Regions from separate parts of the Columba livia genome. Here region 1 is linked to region 2. Evidence: chromatin contacts called from public Hi-C data. All regions are on one chromosome and are shown on one strand. Each heading gives the region's core, a stretch centred on a gene start, on an enhancer-like site or on the middle of the called end of the contact. The rest is flanking DNA. Distances are from core to core; before and after follow the strand shown. Region 1 holds the start of IRF2BP2 (interferon regulatory factor 2 binding protein 2). Region 2 has its middle 25 kb from the start of TARBP1.

Region 1 (3,866 bases), core at 794-3,293, 43 kb before region 2:
GAGGGCAGTGGGTGGAAGACGAAAACAAAGATCTGTTTACTTAGCATGCATGGATAAAGCGTCTTTCGAGCCGGGGAGGGGAGGAGGAAAGAGAAACGGCTTTAAAGGACTTTGATGCAATGTGAAAGGAAGGCTGCTCGGGAAAAACGAGCCCATGTTAACCCTTGCCTCTCCGGGGGCACGTCTGGGCCGCACCGCGGCCGGTGCTATCCCTTCCCCCTTCCTCCTGCCCCCCTGCCCCAGATGGCTGCTTCAGAGCGGGTACGAGCCGTGAGGAGCTAGGGGATAGCTCCAGCAGACCCGAACTCTCGCAGCAGCAGCCGTTGCCACCGCCCCGACGCGCCGGGCTGGGTCGGGGGCCAGAGCAGGTTTTTGTTTTCCTAGTTAACAGCTCGGCGCCTCCAGGACGCCCAGCCGGGCGTGCAGTTTGCAAAGTCACCCAACCTGGCACGGGAACCAGCGCTAGGAGCCAGCACCAGGAGGAGAAGGAAGGCAGGGCAGGGCGAGGCAAGGGCCCCCCCGTGCCCCAGGACGCACCGGCGGCCGCACCACTCAGCCCCCTCCCCGGCTGGAGGCAGCGCAGGGGACCGGCTGCTGCTGCCCCGCTGTCCCCTAAGCCCGCAGCGGGCCGAGGAGTAGCAGAGGGAGGCGGCGCTACACGTGGGACCGGGGCGGCAGCAGCGCCCCCGGCCTCGCAGCTCCCCGGCCCCGCCGTCGGGCAGCTGGCAGCCGCGGGGAGGCACCTCCCGCCGGCGGCTGCGGACGTCAGAGCTTCCCCGGCCCCGGTCGGCCCCCGCCTCCCGCTGCTCTTCTCTTCCCCCCCTCCCTCCCCTGTAACCTACATAACGCCGTGGGAAGGGCGGCCCGAGCACGGGCGGTGTGGGGAGCAGTCTCTGCCGTGTTTACTCTGCCTGTGGACACGCGTGCAGTCAGCTGTACGTGCCGGGAAGCGCCCGGTGAGGGTTTCCTTCACCTCCCGTGGCAAACGGGAAGAGCAAACACCCTTTTTCCTCCCTCGCCACCGCCACACCGTGTTTTGGTGTGGATGCAGGCGGCGGATGAGGGATTCGGAGCGTGGAAGCTGGACGGGGAAACATGTCTGCAGGTTTTCGTTTTTTGGGGAGGAGACGGCGTTTGCTTAGTGTGTATAAATTTTGCTAATCTGCATTAAAGAACCGCTGGTTTGTGGTTGAAAATGACAGGAAATCTAGAACGTCCTATTTCCTGTGCACAATGACAACAGTTGAAAAAAAAGTAATCGTTGTATTTATAATGGTGCCTCCTGGCCCGGTGGGTAGAACAAAGCCGCGCAGCGGCGCGGGAGGGCGCCTGCCCGGAGGTGGCACTGACCAGCCCCGCGGGGATAAGCCCGCAGCCGGGGGGCGCGCCCGGGGCGCCGCGCTGTGCCGTGCCCAAAGGTCACTAGCCAAGGGGGACGAGAGGACAATGAGTCCCGCACTGCGGGAAGTCCCCCCGCGCGTCTCTGCGCGCACGAGTGGCAGGTTTCGGCAAAGCCCCTCGGCGGCGCAGGAAACAGTAATAAAAACAATAATAATAAAAATAATAAGAGAAAAGGAGGGAGCTGCAGCGCACCCCCGCCCCTCTCCTTGTCCGAGGGCGAGACCGGCAGAGGCGCGGCGGCTCCCCAACAGCAGGAGGAATCTCCGGTGCCGGTGGCGGGGGCACGGGCAGGGGCCGGGATCACGACGGCGGGGCGGGGGCGCCCAGCGCGCAGGCGCGGCCGCCACTGTCGAAGAATCGAGGCGGCGGCGCGCAGAGGTGGCGGTGGCGGCTGGAGCCCGGCACGGCGCCGCCGCCAGCCCCGGCCCCGGCCCCCGCGGCAGTCTCCGCCCCGCCGCGCCGGCCCCCGCCGCCCCGCGCCGCCCCGTAGTAGCCAGCGAGCGGGGGAGCCGAGCGGGCGGCAGCGGCCGCAGCCCTGCGCCAGCCGCGCCGCGGAGATGCGCGTCCCCGCCGCCCTGTGAGCGCCGCCGGCGGAGACGGCGAGGAGAGCGGCGTCCCCCACAGCGGCTCTGCCTGCCGGGGCGCCCGCCGCGCCCCGCTCCAGCGCACGGAAGAGGAAGGCGAGGGGGAGGGGGCCCAGCGGACGGTCCCGCTGCGGCCGCGGCGCCCGAGCCTCCCCGTCGGGACTCCGGTGGCGAGGGGCGGAGGAGGCGGCGGCCGGAGCCGGAGCGGGGGACGCTCGCCGCTGCCCCGGGGCCGGGACATGTCGTCGGCGGCGGTGGCGGCTGCTTCCCGCAGGCAGTCGTGCTACCTGTGCGACCTGCCCCGCATGCCCTGGGCCATGATCTGGGACTTCACCGAGCCCGTCTGCCGGGGCTGCGTCAACTACGAGGGCGCCGACCGCGTGGAGTTCGTCATCGACACGGCGCGGCAGCTGAAGCGGGCGCACGGCTGCTTCCCCGAGGGCCGGGCCCCGCCGCCGCCGCACGCCAAGCAGCCGCCGCTCTCCGCCAAGGAACTCCTGGCGCAGCAGCAGCAGCTCGGCCACCCCGCGGAGGCGGCGGCGCGGCCCCCGCCGCAGCCGCTGGAGCGCTACTCGCTGGCGGCCGAGCGGCCGCCGCCCCGCCTGGGCGCCGAGTACGGCGGCGGCCGGCAGGTCAACGGCATCCTGGTGCCCAATGGCTTCCCCAAGCCCGAGGAGCCTCCCGAGCTGAACCGGCAGAGCCCGAACCCACGGCGGACGCACGCCGTGCCCCCCACCCTGGTGCCGCTGGTGAACGGCGCCGGGCTCCCCGCCGCCATCGGCGGCCTGGGCAGCCGCGCCGCCGCCGCCGCCTCGCTCGCCGCCATCTCCGCCGCGCCCGCACCGATGGCGGTGCCTGTACCCCAGCAGCCGGCGGCGGCGGCGCAGGCGGCGGGGCAGGCGGCGGGGCAGCCCAGCGAGCTGGGGCACAAGCGCCCCGGCTCCGTCTCATCCTCCTCCTCGGGCGGCGGCGCGGCGGGGGAGCACGACAGCGGCGCCAAGGAGAAGCGGGGCTCGGCCGAGAGCCTGCCGGCGGCGGCGGCGGCGGAGCTGGCCGCAGAGGGCAAGGGCCGGGCGGGCAGCGAGCAGGAGTGGCTGGCCAAGCCCAAGACGGTGCGGGACACGTTGCTGGCCCTGCACCAGCACGGCAGCCACGCCGTGCCGCCCTTCGACAGCAAGTTCAAGAAGGAGCCGGGCATGGCGGGTGGCAGATTGCTGGGATACGAGACCAACGGCGCCGTGGCCAAGCCAGGTGAGACAGCGGGGGCCGGGGGAGGGCGGGCAGGGCAGGGGGGAGCCACTACTGGTATACGGAGAGGAGGATCCCGAGCAGCTTCGGGCGCCCGGGGCTCGGGGGTGGCCGCGGCCACCCGTTTCTGCGGTTGCACGGCGGTGCCCCCGTGCTCGTTGGAGCGTTGTGGCTGCGCTGCCTTCTCACCCTCCTCCTCTCTGACTCTGCAGGGGCCCGGGCCGCCCGGAAGAGGAAGCCTTCTCCCGAGCCGGAGGGCGAGGCGGGACCCCCGAAGATCAACGGGGAGGCGCAGCCCTGGCTGCCCACCTCGTCGGAAGGGATGAAGCTGCCGCTGACGGCCACCCCCTTCATGTCGCCCCCGCCGCCCACCGCCTCGCCCCACTCCAACCGGACCACGCCGCCCGAGGCGGCCCAGAACGGCCAGTCCCCCATGGCCGCCCTCATTTTGGTGGCGGACAATGCCGGGGGCAACCACGCCTCCAAAGACGCCAACCAGGTCCACTCCACCACGCGGAGGAACAGCAGCAGCCCCCCGTCGCCCTCCGCCATGAACCAAAGAAGGCTGGGCCCCGGCAGGGAGGTGCCGGGCCAGGGGGCCAACGCGGCGGGCGGGCTGGAGCCCGTCCACCC
Region 2 (3,789 bases), core at 841-3,340:
AAGGTGTGAAAATCAAGGAAGAAGTTGAGGCCAAATGCTGTTCTCTCCCTGTCTTCACCTCCCCACACCCACCCTGCCCTTTTTGGTACCTCCTGCCCTGCTTTTGCCTTACCTCTTTTGTTCTTGGAGCCCTTCTGCCTGCTGGAGGGACCCCCGCAAACCCCCCTGCAGACCACAGGCCCCCATGGCTCCAACAGGCAGTCCTGCCTGCAGCTACTGCTGTTCTGGCCAGGACCCAGCTGGCAGGGAACAAAGAGCAAAGGAGGGAGGAACAGCCAGAAACATCATTTTGCCATGGCAGCTCCTGGCAAAAGGGAGGCAGAAATGCAAGGAAAGGCTGGATGGATGTGTGAGGTTGCAGCTGGGGGCTGGTGAGCACCTCGGGGGAGCTTTGTGCCACGTGGCTGCTTGAGTGGTTATGGTCTAGCATGGACAGACAGTGATTTATTTCATTTTTAGTGCCAGTGAAAGGTGGGGGCGGTTATTCAGTCAAATCAACAATGGCTGCTATGGAAAGGTTGCCATGAACATGGCCTGGGAAAGGATGGGTCTGAGAGTGTTGCCTTTATGGTCTCCACTGGCTATGTATTTTCCCAAAATACCAACCCAGATCTCAGACTGTCCTGTGAAGCTGACCCTCTGGAAACCCTGAATGATGTAGTTAATATTCTTCTTACATCTGCCAGGAGTTAAATCAAGGACTAATATTACTGGAATATCAGATTCTTTTTTAAAAGTACTGTTTTCCTGAAATTCCCCTTAAACTTTATCTGATAAAGGAGGAATAGAAGGAAACAACGCATTGGCATGCAAAGATCCTCAACACACTAGTTGTTGGATACAGGCTGGAATTCATCTACTTTGTTACCCACAGAGTTTAGCTCAAGGTTTTACCTGGTGCAAGAACACACATAGAAATTTTCGCAGTTATGACACCAATATCCTGTGAAAGAAACAGGTGTGGGGTTATCACTTACAGGAGATAGGGTGATGATCCACTTAGCAGAAAATCTGTGCTCTAGACTGGTTTTAGGGTGCAGTTAAGCACTGGAAGGGCTTTCCATGGTAGAAGGTGTAAAGCCAGGACTATATTCACTGAAGGTTATTCAGTTTTTCAAAATTCTCCTCTTATGAGCAACCCAAATTACTACACAGATAATTACATGGCAGGTCAGGATCCCTGAATTCCTCTCTGGCTCATGTCTTGTCTTAAGGTACTGGTGTTGGTGTCCGCTATGGACAGTCTGTGAGGGCAGACAGGTTTGACTGCTACTGACTCACTGTGAGTCCTTCTCTGGACTTGGTGCTATCTACCCTGTAAAGCTGCTGTGGGGCTTCGTGAATCCCCAGGGACCCCTCTGATACTCACAGAAGTAAAAAAATGTTGTCATAGTCCATTTTATTTTCCAGTCCCATTCTTCTTGTTTTCTTCTGCTGGTACATCACTTAGTAAAGGAATTGGACAGCTTTTCTTGTACGTGATGAACAGCCAGCCCTTTCTCAATGTGTGGCCCTTGCCTGGACTTGTCATTATTTGAGGTGTAGATGGGTTTGTGTACAAGCCTGCACACACATGCGCACGCTTGCAAAAGCATGGGCTGGGTGAGCTCCAGGCCAGCCATTAGATTTCCCCTGCTATTACTCTACTGTACATATTCCTAGTAGATTAGAGCAGAATTTTTTTTACACACTCTTCTATAAAAAGTGTGCTATATTGATTGCAGCAGAGTGAGCTGCTGTGGTTGATATCTGAGCGCTAACCCAGATAGGGATTAGCATTACATCAGCCATCAGGCGAGGGAACCTGGCGAGCTGCCAGCCTGTAAAAATGGAAGACATTTGCGTCACTGTTCCCTTGGTAATGCTTCTTGGAGCCGTGTCAGCTGTCCCCCGAGGTTGTTTCCTTAATATGTCAACAGACATTCCTGAATCTTTAATGCTGAATAGCTCTTTTTCCTCTTCCAAAAAACACTTAGGTGACAGAGTAGCTGGTGTCTCCCACTGCCCTAGGCATTAAAAAATTATATACCTATGTAGACCAGGCTTCCTACCTTTTGGGGGAGGGTCACAGCAGTTACAGTCAGATCTGGGTGAAGCAAAAGCTCATCGCAGTGTGACTGCTGTTTGTACAGACTGAGGAAGCAGCAGCCCTGTTCGAAACCACTCCTTTCCCCCTGCAGCATCCCACTGGAGGGAACGAAAGCGTCTGTGTTAGATTAGTTGTTGGAATTTGCTAACATTTGAGATAAACTATCCGACCTTGCTTTAGGAATTCCAGTTACATACAATAATTTCAGGTTAATGCCTGAAAGCTGTAGGACTGTGTGTGCAGTGACCTCTAGCTTCCGGAAACCATTTGTTAGTGCCAGTTCTGAGAAACAGTCGGAGGTTTTACCCAATGACATTTTCACCTTTCTGCTTCTCCAAGCAGCCAGCTGCTGTTTTCAACTTGAAGAATTAAAATGCAAGGAAGGTACACTTGACCAAATTTGAATGCGTGCCCTTTCAGCTGAAAGTAAACATCCCCTATCTAGAAGACCTTTTGTTCTTAGGTGACAGTTTTAAGTTCACTGTGCAGTTGCTGTAGTAATTAATCACAGACTTGTAATTTAATAGTTTGGGAAGGGCAAGCAAAGAAGTCATTCCAAGAAATCACTTTGTGAGTAACTTAATTTTGGTCGAGGAGTTACTAAGCGTTCATGATAATTTATCACTGTCGGACGCGTTTCACACGATCCTACTGACCAAGAGCACCAGATCAGAAAGCAGCTCCGCTGGTTAAAACACAGTTCTGCCAAGGAGGCTGCAAGCTCTCTTATTTTGCAGTCTTTATCCAGTATTGAAGGACTTCCAGATTACTCGCTTGAGGAATTTGACCCCAGCAGTGGAATTTGCCTCCTGCGTAGCGCCCCAGGGGGAGCTGTTTCCTTTGGCTGCAGAAGGAGCTGTCTGCTTGAGACGGGCGGGCAGGCAGCACTGGGGATGGAGGTCCTCACCGAGGTCCCTGCCTGCAGCTAGGCCAGTGCTGCAGGGCAGGAGAGAGCTTCCTGAGCGCCCTGATTTGGCAGCCTTGCATTAGCAGCGAGGAAACTACCAAACCCTTCAGGTTGGGCTTGTGCATGTGCCCATGTGCGTACATTTACAGGGGGAAGTGACGTTCCTGCCTGAGCCCTGTGCTTGTTTGTCCTTATGGTTGCCATCTGGCTGGTCTCCAACTGGCATGGCCAGCTTTAACCTCGACGGACAGGCAACCAGTGATTCAGTTAGTGGGAGAACGTGGGGCACTCACGGAAAGCTGAGGCCAGAGGCAGGCAGCCCTAGGGAGGAGTAACCTTGCCCTACGCTGTCTCAAGGTGCTGGGAGAACTGGCTTTCCCTTGAGCCCCATGACACCTGAATCCTACAGAGAGACAGCAATTGCTGAGCTGCTCGGTCCACACCCCATCTTTCCCAGAGCCTGCTGCTCGGTGGAGTCAGAGCCAGATAGCGATGGGTGTTTGTTCTACCCTTGTCCTTGTGCTGCCACTCTGCTGGGGAGGCTGGAAGAGGGAGGTGGAAAAAACGTGACTCATGGGAGTAATCTAAAACTGGGACAGGGTCATATGCTGGAGGCAGGTGGAGATTACTGACTTCCAGACCAAGGAGTGTTTGGCTGAAGGTTACCAGCCCCAGCTGAGCAGCTGGGCTTGACGCTGCGAACACAGATGCCAGAGGCAGGACTAACTCCAGCTGTAGCTGCTGTTGCCTTTTGGCTGGTGCAGAGACCAGTGCAGGCCTTCTTGAGGGATAT

Evidence for each region. A called contact is a pair of places that touch in the nucleus more often than the background predicts.
Region 1: a contact with region 2 is called in a Hi-C map of liver, with 3 times the contacts expected there. The contact joins the promoter of IRF2BP2 here to the enhancer-like site in region 2. A contact is called at or near these places in 2 of 2 Hi-C or Micro-C datasets (crop and liver).

Annotation. Positions count from the first base shown.
Region 1 is chr3:78,739,953-78,743,818 of bColLiv1.pat.W.v2, reverse strand. IRF2BP2 (interferon regulatory factor 2 binding protein 2) reads left to right here and starts at 2,043. Exons shown (of 3, transcript XR_010471879.1): 1 at 2,043-3,236; 2 at 3,446-3,866. It overlaps LOC110363452 (a long non-coding RNA gene), which reads right to left and starts at 772. Exons shown (of 2, transcript XR_010471882.1): 1 at 1-772.
Region 2 is chr3:78,697,007-78,700,795 of bColLiv1.pat.W.v2, reverse strand. No RefSeq gene overlaps it. Among named protein-coding and RNA genes, the nearest start is that of TARBP1, 25 kb to the right of the region's middle. Within about 2 kb of position 2,090, at least 3 of the 3 cell types and tissues checked have an H3K27ac peak away from gene starts, as active enhancers do.